Regions from separate parts of the Macaca mulatta genome. Here region 2 is linked to region 1. Evidence: chromatin contacts called from public Hi-C data. All regions are on one chromosome and are shown on one strand. Each heading gives the region's core, a stretch centred on a gene start, on an enhancer-like site or on the middle of the called end of the contact. The rest is flanking DNA. Distances are from core to core; before and after follow the strand shown.

The links. Hi-C and Micro-C count contacts between places; a contact is called where the count stands out from the background.
Region 2: a Hi-C map of liver shows a contact between it and region 1, with 5 times the contacts expected there. The contact joins the promoter of ENTPD6 here to the promoter of NANP in region 1. A contact is called at or near these places in 2 of 14 Hi-C or Micro-C datasets (cortical neurons and liver).

Annotation. Positions count from the first base shown.
Region 1 is chr10:58,501,901-58,507,009 of T2T-MMU8v2.0, forward strand. It overlaps NANP (N-acetylneuraminic acid phosphatase), which reads left to right and starts at 2,307. Exons shown (of 2, transcript NM_001266157.1): 1 at 2,307-2,431. The coding sequence starts at 2,342. It overlaps LOC114670419, which reads right to left. Exons shown (of 4, transcript XR_013399698.1): 1 at 2,500-5,109.
Region 2 is chr10:58,951,321-58,956,354 of T2T-MMU8v2.0, forward strand. ENTPD6 (ectonucleoside triphosphate diphosphohydrolase 6) reads right to left here and starts at 3,714. Exons shown (of 16, transcript XM_077951089.1): 1 at 3,561-3,714; 2 at 3,174-3,271; 3 at 1,496-1,586.

The DNA of each region.
Region 1 (5,109 bases), core at 1,057-3,556:
TCTCCAGCTATGACAGCAGAGTGTAAAATTCTTTGTATTGGGATTTTTTTTCTACCACCGAAGGAGGCGGTACAGATGTTTCTGCAATTGGAGGAGGCAGTATAGACCAATTTTTATCCTCCCTCTCCTGTTTTTTATTTTCAATAGGTGCTGCGGGTGGGACAACAGATTCAGATTTTTATGAACAGCAACAGAATAGGGTGCTCTACACAAAGTTGGATAGGTCATGGAATGCCATTAGACAACTTGCCACAAAAAGAAATCTGTCAAACAATTCATCCCCTTAAAAGGATTATACAGACTGCTATGTCTCATCTAACCTTAGATTTGTGCCTAAATCAACAAACTCTGCATGCCAGTCAGAAAAAAAAAAAAAAAAAAAAAAAAAAAAACCTGCTCCAATCCTAACAGCTTCGTGTGCCTATGGTTTTATGTTAAATTGATTCTGACATTTCAGGCAATTAAAAGTCTAACTCCAATTAATGCATTCATAATTTTGGCTGATTGCTAATCTAAATGTCCACAATTGATAGGCTAGCCCTATACATCAACGAGGTAAGCACAGAAAGGAGTCATGGTTTTGAAGAATGCATATGGGTTTATTCTTCACCCCAGCAATGAGATGTCAACTGTGATTGTGCTCCATAAAATACAGAAACTGTAGGTAGTCTAATACTGCAGAAGAAATTCCTATTAATATAAAGATAAACCAATTAATCTAACCTACTGAACATCAGTGATCTGTTAAGGAGTTCCACCAGCGAGGCGAGAGAGTGGCAATTTTTTTCTCTAAAGAGCTAAATAATGAATACTTTAGGATTTCCAGCCATGTGATCTCACTTGCAATTACTCTGCTTCCGTATGGCAAAAGCAGCTGCAGACGATACAGAAATGAATGAGTGTGCTGTGTTCTAATGCAACTATGGGCACTAAAATTTACTGATTTTTGTGTGCAACAAAATACTGTTATTTTGATTTTTTTTATCCATTTTTAAAATCCATTTACAAATGTAAAAAATCACCCTTAGCCAGGCTCGGTGGCTCACGCCTGTAATCCCAGCTCTTTGGAAGGCCAAGACTGGTGGATTACAAGGTCAGGAGTTCGAGACTAGCCTGGTCAACATGGTGAAACTCCGTCTCCACTAAAAATACAAAAATTAGCCGGGGGTGGTGACATGCGCCGGTAATCCCAGCTACTCAAGAGGCTGAAACAGGAGAATTGCTTGAACCCGGGAAGCAGAGGTTGCAGTGAGCGGAGATCACGCTACTGCACTCCAGCCTGGGTGACAGAGCAAGACTCCATCTCGAAAATAAAAATAAATTTAAAAATAAACCACTTAGCTAACTGGCTAAACAAAATCAGGTAATTGGCCTGTAGCTCTGTAATACCTGACAGTCAATTTCTGGTCATTAAAGATGACCACATATCCAAATTACAGTAAAGTTACCCAAGAGAGACAAAGATTAGAGATTAGGGTCACGATCCCCGTTCTGCCAGCATTAGGAGGCAAGAGCTGCTACAGCCCTTCCGCGGGTTTAACAAGCGGTCGACGCCCCTCAACCTCTTGCTGAGCCTGAAAACAACCGAGTAAAAGGCATCCAAAAACCTGAGAACTCAAGGTTTCAGGAAAGCAATCAGGAAGGGCAAAACATGGGGCAGCCACCACACAGTCCCTTCGTCTTCGGGCACAGGTACTCAACGGGTTGTAAGAGACCCAAGTCACATCTTTCTTTCAAAAACAGGCTGGCGCGGGCCCAAGCTGACAGGGATTCCACCCCGGTGAAGGCCGCAAACGGCGCGAGGTGGGAAGGCGCAGGCTCCACCTTCTGCCATCCCCGGATCGCCGACAGTGACCTGCACGCACAGCCAGGCTAGGACCGCGGGCGCTCACGGCCGACACCGGGCCCGCAGACGACTCCGCGCCGCCCGTCCGGCCACCCGGAGAGCCCGCTGCCCAGCGCCTGGCAGCGCAGACAACCTCCCTAGAGGCAGCGATGACGGTCCCTCGCGCCGGACGGCCCAGGGAGGTAAGCAAGAAGCAGAAAGACACCAGGAAGAGGACCACGCTTCGGACCAACCCCAGCCACAGCCACTGAGAAGTCGCGCCACGCCGCCGCGCCCACGCACGCTTCCAGCACTCTTGAGAGACCGGACCCCGGGAATCTCGCGGGATCTCACTTTTCTCGGCGGCGCAGGGAATGAACCGATCGCGGGAATTCCCCCGCCGCCTGGAGAGGGTCTGGTGACCTCGCGGCTCCTCCCACGTTTCGCGGGGCAGCCCGCCTTGCGCATGTGCAGGCGGCGGCGGCGAGGCTACGGGTCGCGCGAGCGGCCGGCGCTATGGGGCTGAGCCGTGTGCGGGCCGTTTTCTTTGACTTGGATAACACTCTCATCGACACTGCCGGGGCGAGCAGGAGAGGCATGTTGGAGGTAACGTCCCCTCCAGTGGCGCTCCTCTGGGCGGGGTCAGTGCGCCCCGCAGCGTCCTGCGCGCTCACCTCCCCGTGACCCCACTTCCACCCTGGCGCCTTGGGCCGCTCTTGCTGGTTGAGACCTCGGGAGCGTCCGGGTGCGGAGGTGGCTGGAGGTGCGCGGGCCCTGCGGGTCTGCTTTCCCTGACCTGGCCACCGCTCGCCACCCAACCTCGAGCCCCGGGGCGGCCGCTGGCGGGTGCCTCGGCGCTCGGGACGCGGAAGGGCTCCGTGACGGCTGCCACGGTGGCGGAGGTGCCCGTGGGCGTGGGAAGCGACAGCAAAGCCGCGAGACCAGGCGCTGGGCCCGCCCCCAGTCAGGGTGTCGGTGTGGGGGGTGCCGGGAGGAGACTTGGTAGACTTAGCCCCAGTGTTGCCCCAAGAAGGGACACGGCTGTCAGTACCGAGCCTGGACATAAGCCCTGCTTTAGAGAATTGTCCCCACAGAACTCCTTCTGGCCTCCGTGGCGGGGTGGTGGTCCCCGTGGCTTTCTGAGGTGACACAGCAAAAGCCCGTGCTGCGAGGGCATGCCTTTCCCGAGGCGCTGCTTCGCGGCACCGCTCCTCTACACGCGCGGAGGCAGTTTCAGACCTTCCCGTGTTCCAGCCCGAGTCCACCCCGGCTTCTCTTTCTCTTTCTTCAGCTTCAAGGGGAAAGCAAAGGATTTATCAGATGTGGAAAACCCACTTTCAAAAGCTAATTCGTCCAAACCTGAGCTCCCCGTCCTCTTCATGCTTCATCAGTTTTTGTGTCCCTGGTTCTTCCACTACCTCATCCGTTTTCTTTTTAGCTGCATTCCACTCCTGCCGTATATTCATGTTTACCCTATAGTTTTAAAAAAGCTGTAAAAAGGATGCCTCCCTTTGGGCTGTTCTTCCTGCTCTAGATGTTACCTGTCTCTCTTGACAACCATGTTTTCCCGGAGAAATCCATACCCGTTATCTCCTTATCTCTACCTCCTATTTATTACTAAATCCATGGTAATGTTGCTTTATCTTCACCACTAGACTGAATAGACTTGGTGGGTCACTAGGCAATCCCAAATTGCCAGAATCCGTGGACATTTTTGAAGTCTGTCTTCATGACTTTACTGAGGCATTCCCCACTTTTAACTGTCCCTTCTATATAACGTTGGCCTCCACCTCCGGGGTACCACCCTGTGCCATATTGCCTCCAGTATCTCTGGCTGCGGACGTTGCATATTTACCTGTGTGTTATTAGTAAGCTGAGCCCTGTGCATTCCAATTAAATTACTGCTTTAGGCCAATTCTTGCTGTAGTTCCAGAGTTTGGGCTTTAAAAATCAGACATTTGAATATGAATCACAGCTCTCCGAAAACCTAGCTGAAAGTGCCTCAAGGAATTAACCAGTCGGAGCCTTATATCTTCATAAAATGTGAATTATATTAGTCCTCAATAACCCTGTAATGCTTGGGAAGCCCATGGGTGCAGTGTCCACTCAGCGAATTACAGCACCTTCCACCCTCGTATGCTGCCTGTCCACCACTGCACATTCCCCGTGCATGTCTCAGTTACAGCTGAACTCATCTCTCACCTAGACTGTTGCTGTGGGCTTGTCTCCAGGTTTACCACATCCAGTGTGTCCTCCACATTCTTGCCACAGCAATATTTTTAAAACAAAGACTAAATCGTATGTCTCCCTGGTCTTTACACCCTCACTTATACTAGTGCTCTATTTTGTTCAGATATTTCTTAATGCATCTGTCAAAGGATATTACAATTAATTTTGAAAGTCAGGTGCCTACAACTAAATAGTGAGCTTGGGAGGGAACAAACTGTCTTAATTCTCCTCGTTTGACACATGGCAAATGTTGAATAAATGCTGGATGGATGGATACAAATTTTTACTTCGAGACATGGTTCTATTACTGCCTCCTTTGTAATTAGCCTGTAATAATAAATTAGCAGGATAAGAAATTAGCCTAATAATAAATGAGCAGAATCGAACTGTGTGCTCTTGGCTATACAGGGAATACTTTATCACGTAAGGAAACAATAACATTCATAGATGTTGACCTGTTCAAAAGTAACATGCCAGCTTTCATAAATCATTGAAAATAATTTATGAATGGAGGAAGAGGGAAAGGTCCAGCTATTTATTGCCTTGGGCTTGGGGACAAGAGGTCAGATACTGACTGTATGTATGAACTTTAATTTTTTTAATCACCTAGGTAAGTTATTTTTTTCCTCCCTCTTTAGACCTGTTTTTTCATGGTAATTACTCAGGAACTTTTCTACAGAAACCTGGAGTTTCTCAGTGAACAAAGCAGAAGAGATTTTTGCATTTGTGAATTTACTTCTTAGTGGGCATGGCAATGAACATAATAAATATTTACAGGTGTGGTAGAAAAAGCAGAGAGGGTAACAAATCAACATTTTAAATAGACTGGTCAGATTTGGCCTCATCGAATAGGTGATGTTTGAGCACAGACTTGAAATAGAAATAACAGAAGGGCTGCTTGAATTGCTAGGCTGAGTGCAGGTCTCATTTTGTGAGTGTGTTTTTAAAGTATGAATAGTTTTATTTGGGATTCATCCCCTTCTGTCGTGCTGGATCCCTGTTGATTTCAGTAGGGATAGCACCATGTTCAAGAGGCTGAAGTTGAGACTCGAAGC
Region 2 (5,034 bases), core at 2,464-4,963, 450 kb after region 1:
CCAGGCAGGTAACAGAAGTAAGTTCTGTTGGTATAGGACTTAAGGAACTCTGTGGGGTGAGGGATGGGGATAAAGAGAGCAGGGCCCACCCACTGTGTCAAATACAAAACGTTTTACAGTTCTGATCACACTCACGCCCTACTCTCTCAACGAAGGAGACAGATCATGCCTTACTAAGATTCTTCCTGCTGAAATGTGCTGGCGGAGCTCCTCCCTTGGGCTCCTGGCTGCTCTGCCATTTCCATAGCACATGACATGTACAGTTCTTCTTCCAGGCCCCTCTCAATCTGGTTAGACTCCAGGAGTAGGGACCAGCCCCCATCCCAGAACCTCCAACACCCAACACAAAACCAGAGCCCAGCAGCTGCTCAGCCAGCACTTGTTGAAGGGGGTCCACTGATGGCTCAGCAGTGTACTGAGGGGGAGAATGGGCAGTAGGAGGAAGATGCAGGCATCACAGATGCCACAGGACTGGGTGATGGCCATGAGCTGAAACAGGTCATCTGGGAAGGGACCGTTTGGCAGGAGGCAGCAGTGATCAGGTTTTCAACATGCTGAGTTTGATATGCCAGTGGGACATCAGTGGGAAACAGGACAGGCCTTATGAGAGGTGACAGGTTTGGGGTTGGTCCAGAAATAGGATGGACTCTATGAGAGGTGACAGGCTTGGGGCTGGGAATGATGCACATTAAGGCAACGTTAGCTGAGATTGGGAGAAGAGACATGGCACTAGGAATGTCCATTCCAAGGTAGCGCCTCTCATACCACAACAGTCTCCCTTCCTTAGTGGACTATAACCCAAAGTTTCAGGTTTCTAAGTAATCATCAAATGTTTAATTAAATTACAGTATTTATAGAGAAAGTTCTGAAACAGTCCAGGGATGAATAGTGGGGACAAAAAGCAATAGTAACACCCTACAACTGTGAATATGTTTAATAAAATCCTTTTCATGTAATCAAGTTTTTTTTTTTTTCTTTTTTGAGACAGAGTCTCACTCTCTCACCTAGGCTGGAGTGAAGTGGCACAATCTTGGCTTACCGCAACCTCCGCCTCCCAGGTTCAAGCAATTCTCCTGCCTCAGCCTCCCAAGTATCTGGGATTACAGGCACACGTCACCACACCTGGCTAATTTTTGTATTTTTAGTACAGACGGTGTTTCACCATGTTGGCCAGGCTGCTCTCAAACTCCTGACCTCAAATGATCTGCCCACCTCGGCCTCCCAAAGTGCTGGAATTACAGGTGTGAGACACCGCACCTGGCCCATAATCAAGTCTTATCATGTCCTTTGTTAGTCTAAGAACCATATTCTACATGATCAGATTCACAGGTGGTATATTAAATCTAGAGGCAAAGTTGCTAGTTATTTATTGTCTACCCATTTAAAATAACCCTTTATGTGCCATGTCCCGTGTCCAGTGCCCCACAAAGCCCACCTCACAGCCCTGGGTTTCCCTAAGACAGCACCAAGGCCCTGGGAATGTGTGTAAACGGACCTGTCTGAGATTGCAGTCAGTGTGTGGTGGAGCACACAAGAGTCCCCAGCTTCAGTCCCCAAATTGAACGTGCTTTATCACTTCACCTTCCCTGTAAGTACAAGACTACTTTAGATATCCAAAAAACACTCACATACATAGACATACCTTACATAGACATAATTACTGAAGTTACACACCAAGTTCAGGAAGACAAAAACAAGAGTCCAATTAGAACACAGTACTGAGAGAGCACAGAACCAGGAACAGCCTTGCTCATGCACAGGGGTGGGAAGAAGAGTTCTTACAATCATGTTCACCATACCCTCTCCCCAAGGAACAGGTCACCTCCATATCCCTGTGGCCCAGATCTTAACACCAATGTCATTCCACTAGATTAAAGTGTTGCCCATGGCTGAGACACCTGCAGGAGGGGCAATGGGGTTTCTGTGGGAACCACTAACACCACAGCGTGAATTTGTTGATCACGTTCTCCCTGACAGACTCACTGAGGAAAACAATGTCATCTCAGTCTGTTCTTTAAAGGAGAGAGAGGGTGGGATGAGGCTGTAAGGAAGGTAGCAGGTGGGGACCAAGGGGAGGCAGGGATAGGAAGTAGGGTGCACACAGGCAAACAGAGAGGTGTGGCTCCTGCCGAGGCCACCCTCCAGGCAGGAGTCAGAGAGGAGAATCTGAGGGTGGAGCAGTGTTGTCGAGGGTGGAGCAGTGTTGTCGGTGGTAGGAGCTGCCCTGTCCCCTGGTTGGCTTTCTAGGAGATGGGGATGGCAAGCCACCTCTTGGAAATACAGGCGCCATCTGATGTGGATTGATGGCTGCCTAATCTGTTGGCCAGTTTCTTCAGGTTTTCAGTTCCTGTACACGGAAGGGCCATGAATGCAAATGCCTGCCATGCACGCTGTATCCAAAAATAAAGCACATTAGAAACTTCCACTCATCCTCCTGGGAGGTTTCAATAGGTTTTTCTCTCCTTGGCAAAAACCGGTGCATGAAAGGCCCGTCAACACCACCTGCTGTTTCCTTTACACAGGAGGCGGTGGGAGGGGAGGCGCTTCCAGATCTCCTGACACAAAGGGCTGCCCATCTCCCTGGTCCTTTACCCGAAGCTTCAGGAGGCAGACACACACGCTAGCCAGTCACTCTCTCCAGGCCAAGGGGAGGGAGACAAAAAGCAATTTCGAGATTGGTACCGTGCTTGCCAGGTCCTTCAAAAATGACTACCCGCCGCCCATGGCTGTTGCACAGCGGGTGGGAGGAAGAGTCCTTGTAATCCACCTCTCCCCAGGAAGATTCCCCCCCGCAGGCTATGGCTGAATTCCCCGCATCCTGTGTGACGTGGGTGTGTGGCTTCGCGCAGGTAAGATTGGAATACAGGTGCCTGGAGGGACACCCAGAGCTGCCCAGGCACTTCCCGGTGGCTGGTTCCTTTGCACTTATAATAAAAACACCCTCCCATCTCTCCTTCCTCTTCCACGCTCTCCTGGCTGTTGAATGTTTTCCACTGAAGGAGTCTAGTCTGTCCACATCAGGGGCTCTCCCTCCCTCGGTCCGGGCATCCGCGGCTCACAGGTCAGCTCGGGCAGAACCGCCCTGACCACCTATGAGCTCCTCGGGACATCACCCCAATGCCGGGGTGAATCGTCCTTACACCCTCAGTCCTGTCCGAGCGGCCTGATCCTACCTGTTTCCCAGAAACTGCTACGCGAGGCTTCCCCGCCGGGCTCATCCAGGAGCGGAGGGGCCTGTTCCTGACGCAGACTGGGGGCGGGTCCGCAAAAGCTGGTTGAATGAATGAACGCAGCAGGGCTGGGGCCCCCTGGGGCTAGAGGCCCCTGCTATTTGGCCCGCCCTGTGGCCCAAAACACTGGACTTGCCCCCCACCGGTCAGCGGAGCCCAGACGTCCAGGGAGCCCTAATGAAGCCTGGACAGGAAGGCAGTAGGAGGTGGGAGCCGGGGTGCGAGTGACCCCGAGGCCGTCCTCCGGAGCGCAGCGCGCCCGCGTGGGGAGGCCCGCCTGCAGTCGGTGATCCCCGGCCGCCCCCGCCAGCGCCCCGGCCCGCCGCTTACCCTGCACCGCGCGCTCGGTCACACCCACGGAGACGAGTGCCCTTTTCCGGGGAGCAGGCGGCAGCCGGTCTTTCGGGCTCTCCAGCCCCGGCCGGCGCCACCCCAACCTCCACCAGCGGGATACGACCTCACGGTTCCCTAGGACCTGGGCTCCGCCCACATACACGTGGCGTCACAGGCTGGGCGGGGCGGGGCGGGCGCACCCAGCCGCGCAGGCGCAAGCGGGACAGGAGGCGGGAGTCACAGGGTCCCTGTTGCGCAGGCCCGGGCTGCGTTGTGGGGGAGGGGCCAGTTGCCCAGGCGCGGGCCGGGGGAACCCAGTTGCGCAGGCGCGGGCCGGGTCGGGGACCCAGCTGCGCAAGCGCGGCGGCCGAATTCTAATTCCGCGGGTGGCGTTGCGGTTTTCTCCAGTCCACAACCGGGCTGGCATCGGCCCAGAGGCAGGGCTCGGCAGTCTGGTTCCCCGAGCGTCTCAGGGCGGGACCTCGCCAGATTCAAGGGGTTTCCTTGGCCGGTTTCCTCACGGCGCGGCAGAGCTGACCCTCGTCGTGCCTGGCAGGGGGCAGCCTCACAGCCTGGACCGGCCTGTGCAATTTCCCCCATCCCTCCACGTCTACATTTTATTTTTTTCTTTTTCTTTTTTTAGGACAATGCATGATGGAAATGCAGCCACATCAGAGCAGGCAGGTTCATGAAATCCACTCCCCCCCTCCCACCCCCCATTTCTTGACCCCATTTTCTTTCTTTTTTTTTTTTTTTAGCAGGGTCTCACCCAGGCTGGAGTGCAGTGGCACGATCTCGGCTCACTGCAACCTCCACCTCCCGGGTTCAAGCGATTCTGTTGCCTCAACTGGGATTACAGGCGTGCGCCACCACGCCCGGCTAATTTTTGTATCTTTAGTAGAGACGAGGTTTCACCCTGTTGGCCAGGCTGGTCTTGAACTCCTGACCTAAAGTGATCCTCCTGCCTCGGCCTCCCAAAGTGCTGGGTCTGCAGGCATGAGCCACCGCACCCGGCCTTTGACCCCATTTTCTAATGTCTTCCTAGAAATCACCAAGGTTGCAACTCCTGACTGTCCTGGCTCGCAGGCCCCGGCTTACTTAGGGGCCCCAGGGTGGGGGCTGCCCACGTGCACACCTATGCTAGGCGCCCTCATTCCCGCAAGAGCCAGAGCCCCTTCCTGGCCCACAGCGTCTGGCCAAGGAGGTGTGGGTGCGCCCTAGCCAGGCCTGGCCCTAGAGGACGGCCCCACCTGCGCACTGGGGCATCTGGGAGAGATATTGGTGGAAGAAGCCCAGGTTCCTGAAGCACCAAGTGGACAAGAGTTTATTTTCAAGATGGGACGCTTTTGAGGGTGAATGAGTGCTAACTGTATGGGATGCCCAGACAGTACATAGACCAGGCCTGTCAGCCGGGCAATGCGGTCCCTGTTGGAAGGTCACCCACAAGCACCTGGTTGGACACTGCCACTGA